2 separate regions of the Mus musculus genome follow, and region 1 is linked to region 2. The links are chromatin contacts, called in public HiChIP or PLAC-seq maps. All regions are on one chromosome and are shown on one strand. Each heading gives the region's core, a stretch centred on a gene start, on an enhancer-like site or on the middle of the called end of the contact. The rest is flanking DNA. Distances are from core to core; before and after follow the strand shown.

Region 1 (3,087 bases), core at 88-2,587, 340 kb after region 2:
GTGTGTGTGGCAGGGTAGAACACTTGAGAAGGTCAGAGAACAACTTTGAGGCATCTCTTATCTCCTTCCAGCAATATGGGTCTCTTGTGAGGCAGTTGTCGGCATCTCTCCACCTCCAGCCAGTTTACTTCTCCTTTTCTAGACCAGGGAGTGGGAGAATTTTTTAGGCTACTGGTTTTCCAGCAACCCTGTTGTCTGCTGTGATAAAACACCATGACTGACCAAAGGCAACTTGGGGAGGGAAGTGTTTATTTCAGCTTAACAATTCTCAGGTCATGATGAAAGTCTGGGCAGGAATTGGGAGGCAAGAACTAAAGGAGAACCATGAAGGAATACCGCTCTTGTCTTGCTCAGTCTGCTTTCCTATACAACCCAGGACCACCTGCCCAGGAATGGCACTACTCCTAATGGGCTGTGCCCTCCCACATTAATACATTAATCAAGAAAATGCCCCTAGAGTTGCTTTCAAGGCAATCTGATGGAGGCTCCTCTTTCCTAATAACTCTAGCTTGTGTCAAGTTGACAGAAAACCAACCAGGGTGTGTGTGTGTGTGTGTGTGTGTGTGTGTGTGTGTGTGAGAGAGAGAGAGAGAGAGAGACAGAGAGAGACAGAGAGAGACAGAGACAGAGAGAGAGAGAGACAGAGAGAGGAGGGGCATGTACCAGATGTTGGCACTGGGTATTTTCCTTAATTTCTCTCTACCTTACATTGAGCCGCAATCTCTCTTTTTTACTCCAGCACTCACTGACTTGGCTACTCTAGTAATGCAGCTTGATCCAGGATCCCGTGTCTCTACTTCTTATGTTACATAAGGGCCCACCACTCACCCCTTCCCATATTTATGTGGGTACCGGGGAATTCAGACTTCGCTCCTTACACTTGTGGCAGGTGCTTCACCCACAGTCATCTCTCCAGCACCAGAACTTGTCTTAAGCTGGACATCGTAGTGAAACTCTAACCTTGAAGTAGTAACCGTGAGTCTATCTGACACCCACCCTCTCAAACCCTTAGTTCTACTTTGCCCTTTCGCTGTTCCATGGAGTATAGATTGAGAAATTGCCATCGCCATCCCTGCCTCGGGCAGAAGGCTAAGGACATCTCAGCATTCCAGTTATAGTTCTGGTTCCTGATGTGTGTTTACCTGAGCAGAAGACTCACAGAAGTGACTGTACCTCCCCTGCCACATTCTCAATGAGTAGCCCCCTGAAAGGTGTTAGTGTCAGCTCTAAAGGTCAGCCGCTGCTCCTGGCTACTTCTCGGAGTGACTGTAAGCTCAATCATCCCCCAGGTATGCAGACTCTATGCCTGTTTTCATCTTCACAGGCAGGAAAAGGTTCTGTTGAACTTTAAAAGCAAGGGAATGATGCTTCCCTTGGCCTCTGGGGGTTTTTCAGATCTGGTACAGCCTAGGCCTTGACTTCATGGAGCTGGTATTCTGGGAAATAGGAAGCCTTGTGCTAATTCCCTTGTCAATTTCCCACAGCCAAGACTCTGCAGTAGACAGGAAACAGGGCTCAGAAAAGAAAGAATAGCCAACCAAGAGTGGTTATCTGGATTACCCTGAAGAGTTCCATGGAGGTAGACCCTGGGCAATGATTGGAATAGCTCTGTGTCACCTAACTGAAGAGGGAACATTTGCTCAGGGGCCTAGGGAGAACATTTACTAGGCTTCTCTGGAAAGACCGTATTTATAGTTTGCTCTAAGAGGATGGCTGGTAAGAGAAGCCAAGCTGGAGGCAGGGACCTAGTAACTGAACTATGACAGTGTGGCAAGAGGGCTAGGCACCTGGGCCAGGGGCTCCCTCATAGTCTGAGCCCTACTCAGGTGGCCTTCAGTTGTCCCTTATGGCCAGCCTCCACTGATGTCCCCTCTTCAGCCCACTGTGTCTGTTTGGGTCTCCTCCTCAGTGTTTTTAAACAAAGAATTATGAATACAAGTTATGTTTGTAAGTCTGTAAAATATATGCTAGAACTTCTGAACTTGTCTGTTTTATGTGTATGGGAGTTTTGTCTACATGTTTGCCAGCATGCCAGATGGCATTGGGTTACTTATAGACAGCTGTGAGCCATCTTATCAATGCTGGGAATTGAACTTCAGACATCTAGAAGAGCAGCCAGTGGTCTTAGCTGCTGAGCCATCTCTCCAGCCCCCTGAACGAGATTTTCAGTAAAACACTCAAAACATAGCTTTTTAAGAGCTGGGAAGTAGCTGAGTCAGCAGAGTGTTTGCCAAGCAAACAGTAGGGGGACCTGAGTTTAGATCTTAGACCATAGCCCCAACATGGAAAGCTGGGCACAGGGGTGTGTGTCTATAACCCTAGTGCTGGAGAGATCCCTCAGGGTCCCGAGGCTGCTTTAGGCAGCGAATATACCTTGCCTCAGAATAATAAGGTGGAGAGGGAGGGAAGGAGGAGCAGATGCATCCATGCAAACACATGCAAGCACACACACACACACACACACACACACACACACACACACAGAGAGGGGGGGGGACGACCCAGAGCTTAGCTGGAAGTGTGCATCAAAAGTAACCATGAAGCTTTTACTTAAGTATAAAAAAGTCAGTACACGATCAGGCATGCTTGCTTATATCTGTAATCACAGTACTTGGGACGTAGGAGGACTGAATTATTTAAGGTCAGTCTCCAAGGATGACCATAGCTACATCTCAAACACCAACACACAACACCCAGGCTTGTCTACCTCACAGGTGACTTTTCCTTTTCTTTAAACAAAACACTTAATCAAGCAGAGAATCATTATTCTATCCTCTTTCTAATTTCCTCCAACCTCTCTTCTTCCCTAAGTAAACTCAGCCCCCTCCCTCTTCCCTCACCTCCAAGTCTTTCCTTTGTCACATTAGAAAATAAAGCAGCTGAGAAATCGGCCCCCTCTTACCCTGAAGTTGAATTCAGCTGGCTGTCCTCACTCATTGTCTACCAAGAGCTCTTGGTGTTGCCCTGAGCACCAACATCAGACAAGTCGTTTACAGCGGCCTCAGAAGACTGATCTGGTCACTTGGGATGGCCCCAGATGCAGGCCGTGATCATGTGAGAGAGATGCAAGAAGAATGTGGACTAGGT
Region 2 (3,380 bases), core at 226-2,725:
TAACAAACGCCCACTTCTGTGCCCAGGGTGTCTTAGTTTTTACATGGGATGTGGGGATCAAATTCAGATCCTCATGCAAAGCAAGGACTCCACTGGCTGAGCTACCTCCCAGTCCCAGGATGCCTTTAAAAAGGGGAGAGTTCGGAGCTGGAGAGATGGCTCCGTGGTCAAGAGCAGAGTACCTGGGTTCAGTTCCCAGCACAGACACGATGGCTCACGGCTGTCAGTAACTCTACTTTCAAGGGATCTGCACCGTTTCTGGCTTCCTTGGGCACAGACATACAGGCAGACAAAACACTCATACACATAAAAATAAATTTTTCTTTATACAGAGGGTGTGCAGAATTAATATTTTCAGTGGTTACTTTAGACAGTCTTGTTGGGGCCTTCTTATCTGAGCGTATTTTCTCCTGCGCCTCTGAAAACCAATTCCCACAACAGGGATTCCTTAGGCTGGCCCAATGGTTACACCGCGGGGAGGGCGTGGTTTCGAATGAGGGCTGCTGCTGCTGTGGCTCTCATTCTGGAACATGTGACCTGAATGGAAGCTAACAAGCATGGTTTTAAAAATTAAAAGGTGTATTAGCCAGACCTATGCTGGTGGTTTTAATACCCTCCAAGGGAGCTGGGAGAAGCTGCTCTTCTGAAGGATGAAAATATTTCCGGACTTCTAGGTCAAAGGTCAAATTCCTTCTGCAGGTGGGAAGCGCTGCACCTCGGGAAATACCCAGCTCCCTTTCTCCAGGGACCTTACCCATCCGAAGCTTTCCCGGAATCTCTTATCATCGTTAGCTCCCCACCCAAAGAGTAAGAATAAGAATTTTAAAAATCCCACACCGTCTGATTTTTACAAATTTTCCCATCTTTTATTTGAGTTTGCAATTTTCTCAGATAACAGATGGCCAGAAAAATGTGTAAGCCCAAATAAAAGGAAAGAACAGTCATGCGCTTCTTCTTCGCTTCGCGTGTTGCCTTTGGAAATTAACATTATGCAAATGAACCCTCTGGCGGGAAGGAGGAGCTCTTGAGTGCTTTAGTTTGGACAGTGTGTAAGCTCCTCTCTTCTCTCTCTCTCTCTCTCTCTCTCTCTCTCTCTCTCTCTCTCTCTCTCTCTCTCTCTCTCGCTTTTAATGTTTCCTTTTAAAGAGAAAGAAGAGCAAAGCATTGGGAAGAAACGTTTTACAAGTTGTTTGTGCCCATGGCCAGCCTAGAATGAAGAGGAACACTGGAGTTGGCAGAGCCCTCAGAGCAGGTCCTTTCGGTTGACAGGAAGGAAGAGATCCAGACTAAGGGTCCCAGCCCCTCTGCCTTGGCATCCTTCTTTCCTCAAGGAGTTAAAAATGTGGGGTTGGGCGTGGTCAGCCAGATGGATTTTTAACAGTAACATGGCTCTCATTGTTTAGATTATCCTGTTGCAAGTACCGTGTCTCATTTACCTTTTATGGAATAAAGTGTGGAAAATTGACCACAGATGTAAGTAACCAAGAACGGTGGGGAGCTGTTGTTACCAGGCCTCTCTCCTCCCCTCTCTCACACACCCGATCCCACAGATAAAAATGAAGAAGAAAATGTGAGGCAGGCTGAGAACTAGCTCCCCTTCTCTTCTAACCCAGGCCCAGGCATCCTTAGCCCTGTGTTCTACAGTAGGGACCTCCAGGCTTGGCCCCGGAGACTTGTGTGCAGGCTACTGTCAGATTCTACATCCAACCAGCGGTTAAAGCAGGGAACACACGAGTGATTTTCCCAGATGCGTTTGAAAGACAGTGGGTTAGGGCCATCCGGCAGCCTTGCTTTCTGCCTTGGACTCCAGGGGTGATGTGAGGGACCCGAGAGTGAGAGTGGAGAGTGTTGTGCTGTCCTTGCTTTGATTGCTGTCACAGCTGCAGGATGGCAGATTAACCTGGTGGGTCCTACCTGGTCCCCGAATGAATTTCTAAGATTACAGAGAGCTGAGGACCTGGCACTGAGCAGCATTGAACAGGGCGTGTTATGACAGGCCCGCACTTTCCTTTACAGGGGCTCTCTAGGATTACCGAAGCATAAATACCTTTTTAAAGCCTCTGGGAAAGTCATAAAGTAGGCTTTACGACAGCCTCTTGTTTTCTGTTCTTCCTTTCCTCCTCTGCCTTCCTTCCCTTGACCAGGCCTTGCTGGGTTTTTAGCTTGAGCTACCTCTGCATATGACTGTACCAACAGTCAGGTGACTGAATCCTGCTTCTGGTCTTTTGGAGGAACCAAGGGTCAAAATTACCCTGGAAAACAAAATTAGCTCTAAAACAAGTGAACTGCAGGCTTTGCAGCCTTCTCTTCCCTCTGTGTGGGGCCCACCATGAAACGGAGCCTCACTCTGGCCACAAGTCATTGCTGTCTTCTTTCCCACCCCCAACACACACACACACACACACACACACACACACACACACATCCATGTGCACACACATGCACGCACATTAGCTCTGTCTCCGGCCAGGCTCATACTTCTCCTTAACCACTTCCTTCTCTTTAGAGTCCTGGCTCTGCTGCCAGGAACCTCCCCACCATGCTTAACCCACTCCTTGCATGCTTTTTGGGAGACCTGGGCCTACCTTCCACTACCTCAGCACTCCCAAGTCTCAGGCTTTTTCATATGTCCACCTAGGCCACCCTCCCCTGAAGCACCTTCTCCCCAGAAGCTGGGGTACTTTGTGTGCACCCACACTTGACTTTTAGGAACCGAGGTGTTCTTTGCATTCCTGAAAACCATGGCATCTTAGTCTAAATCGAGACCATCCACCCACCCTGGCTGCCTGCTGAATTTGACTCTCCCTGCTCACGTGGTCTACCTGCCACTTGGTTCCTCTGCCTTTTTTTGCCTCTCTGTCCATGAGAGCCACTCAGCCTGTGGCTTCATTTCCCTGTCTTAAATGGATCACACTGGCTCTGAATATCAGCCTTCCTTGGTCATCGTTCTCCATCTTTCTTCTTTATCATGCATGAGACTTCTTTGGCTTCTAACCAATGACCCTCCATTCTGCAAAGTCTTAGTGTCCTCCCAACCCAGCCCAGTTGACAGTTGATTATTACAGCTACACATCACTGGGGTGATGACAATAGTGGGTGTCCCCAATTTCACCCACTCTACCACCAATGTCTTTTGTGCCCTGGTAGGTCCCATGCGAAAGAACTAGGAGATGCTCTGCCAGCCTCCTTTAGTTCTGCTGGGAACTGAGGCTGCTAACCTGAACCTCCAGCCCTGCCCCTGGACAAACACACACATGCACACACACACAAGCATGCATGCACTGGGCTCCCCAGTCAGCAATGTCTCCTTCCCTAATCACCTGCCTTGAAAACTCATCCAGGGAAGACACTTCTTTGCTTCCATTTACACATGAGTCCTG

Evidence for each region. HiChIP or PLAC-seq counts read pairs in DNA pulled down with a chosen protein or histone mark.
Region 1: a contact with region 2 is called in an H3K27ac HiChIP or PLAC-seq map of trophoblast stem cells, with 12 read pairs. The contact joins two enhancer-like sites. A contact is called at or near these places in 1 of 484 Hi-C or Micro-C datasets (cerebral cortex), 6 of 115 datasets of contacts at active chromatin or transcription factors (embryonic basal ganglia, embryonic hindbrain, embryonic stem cells and 1 more) and 1 of 9 other capture datasets (embryonic stem cells).

Annotation. Positions count from the first base shown.
Region 1 is chr7:112,846,109-112,849,195 of GRCm38.p6, forward strand. All of the region lies in intron 4 of Tead1 (TEA domain family member 1), which reads left to right. Among named protein-coding and RNA genes, the nearest start is that of Rassf10, 110 kb to the right of the region's middle. Within about 2 kb of position 1,338, at least 2 of the 459 cell types and tissues checked have an H3K27ac peak or open chromatin away from gene starts, as enhancers often do. A contact at or near this core is called in trophoblast stem cells, where this site is marked.
Region 2 is chr7:112,501,631-112,505,010 of GRCm38.p6, forward strand. All of the region lies in intron 1 of Parva (parvin, alpha), which reads left to right. Among named protein-coding and RNA genes, the nearest start is that of Parvaos, 32 kb to the right of the region's middle. Within about 2 kb of position 1,476, at least 71 of the 459 cell types and tissues checked have an H3K27ac peak or open chromatin away from gene starts, as enhancers often do. A contact at or near this core is called in trophoblast stem cells, where this site is marked.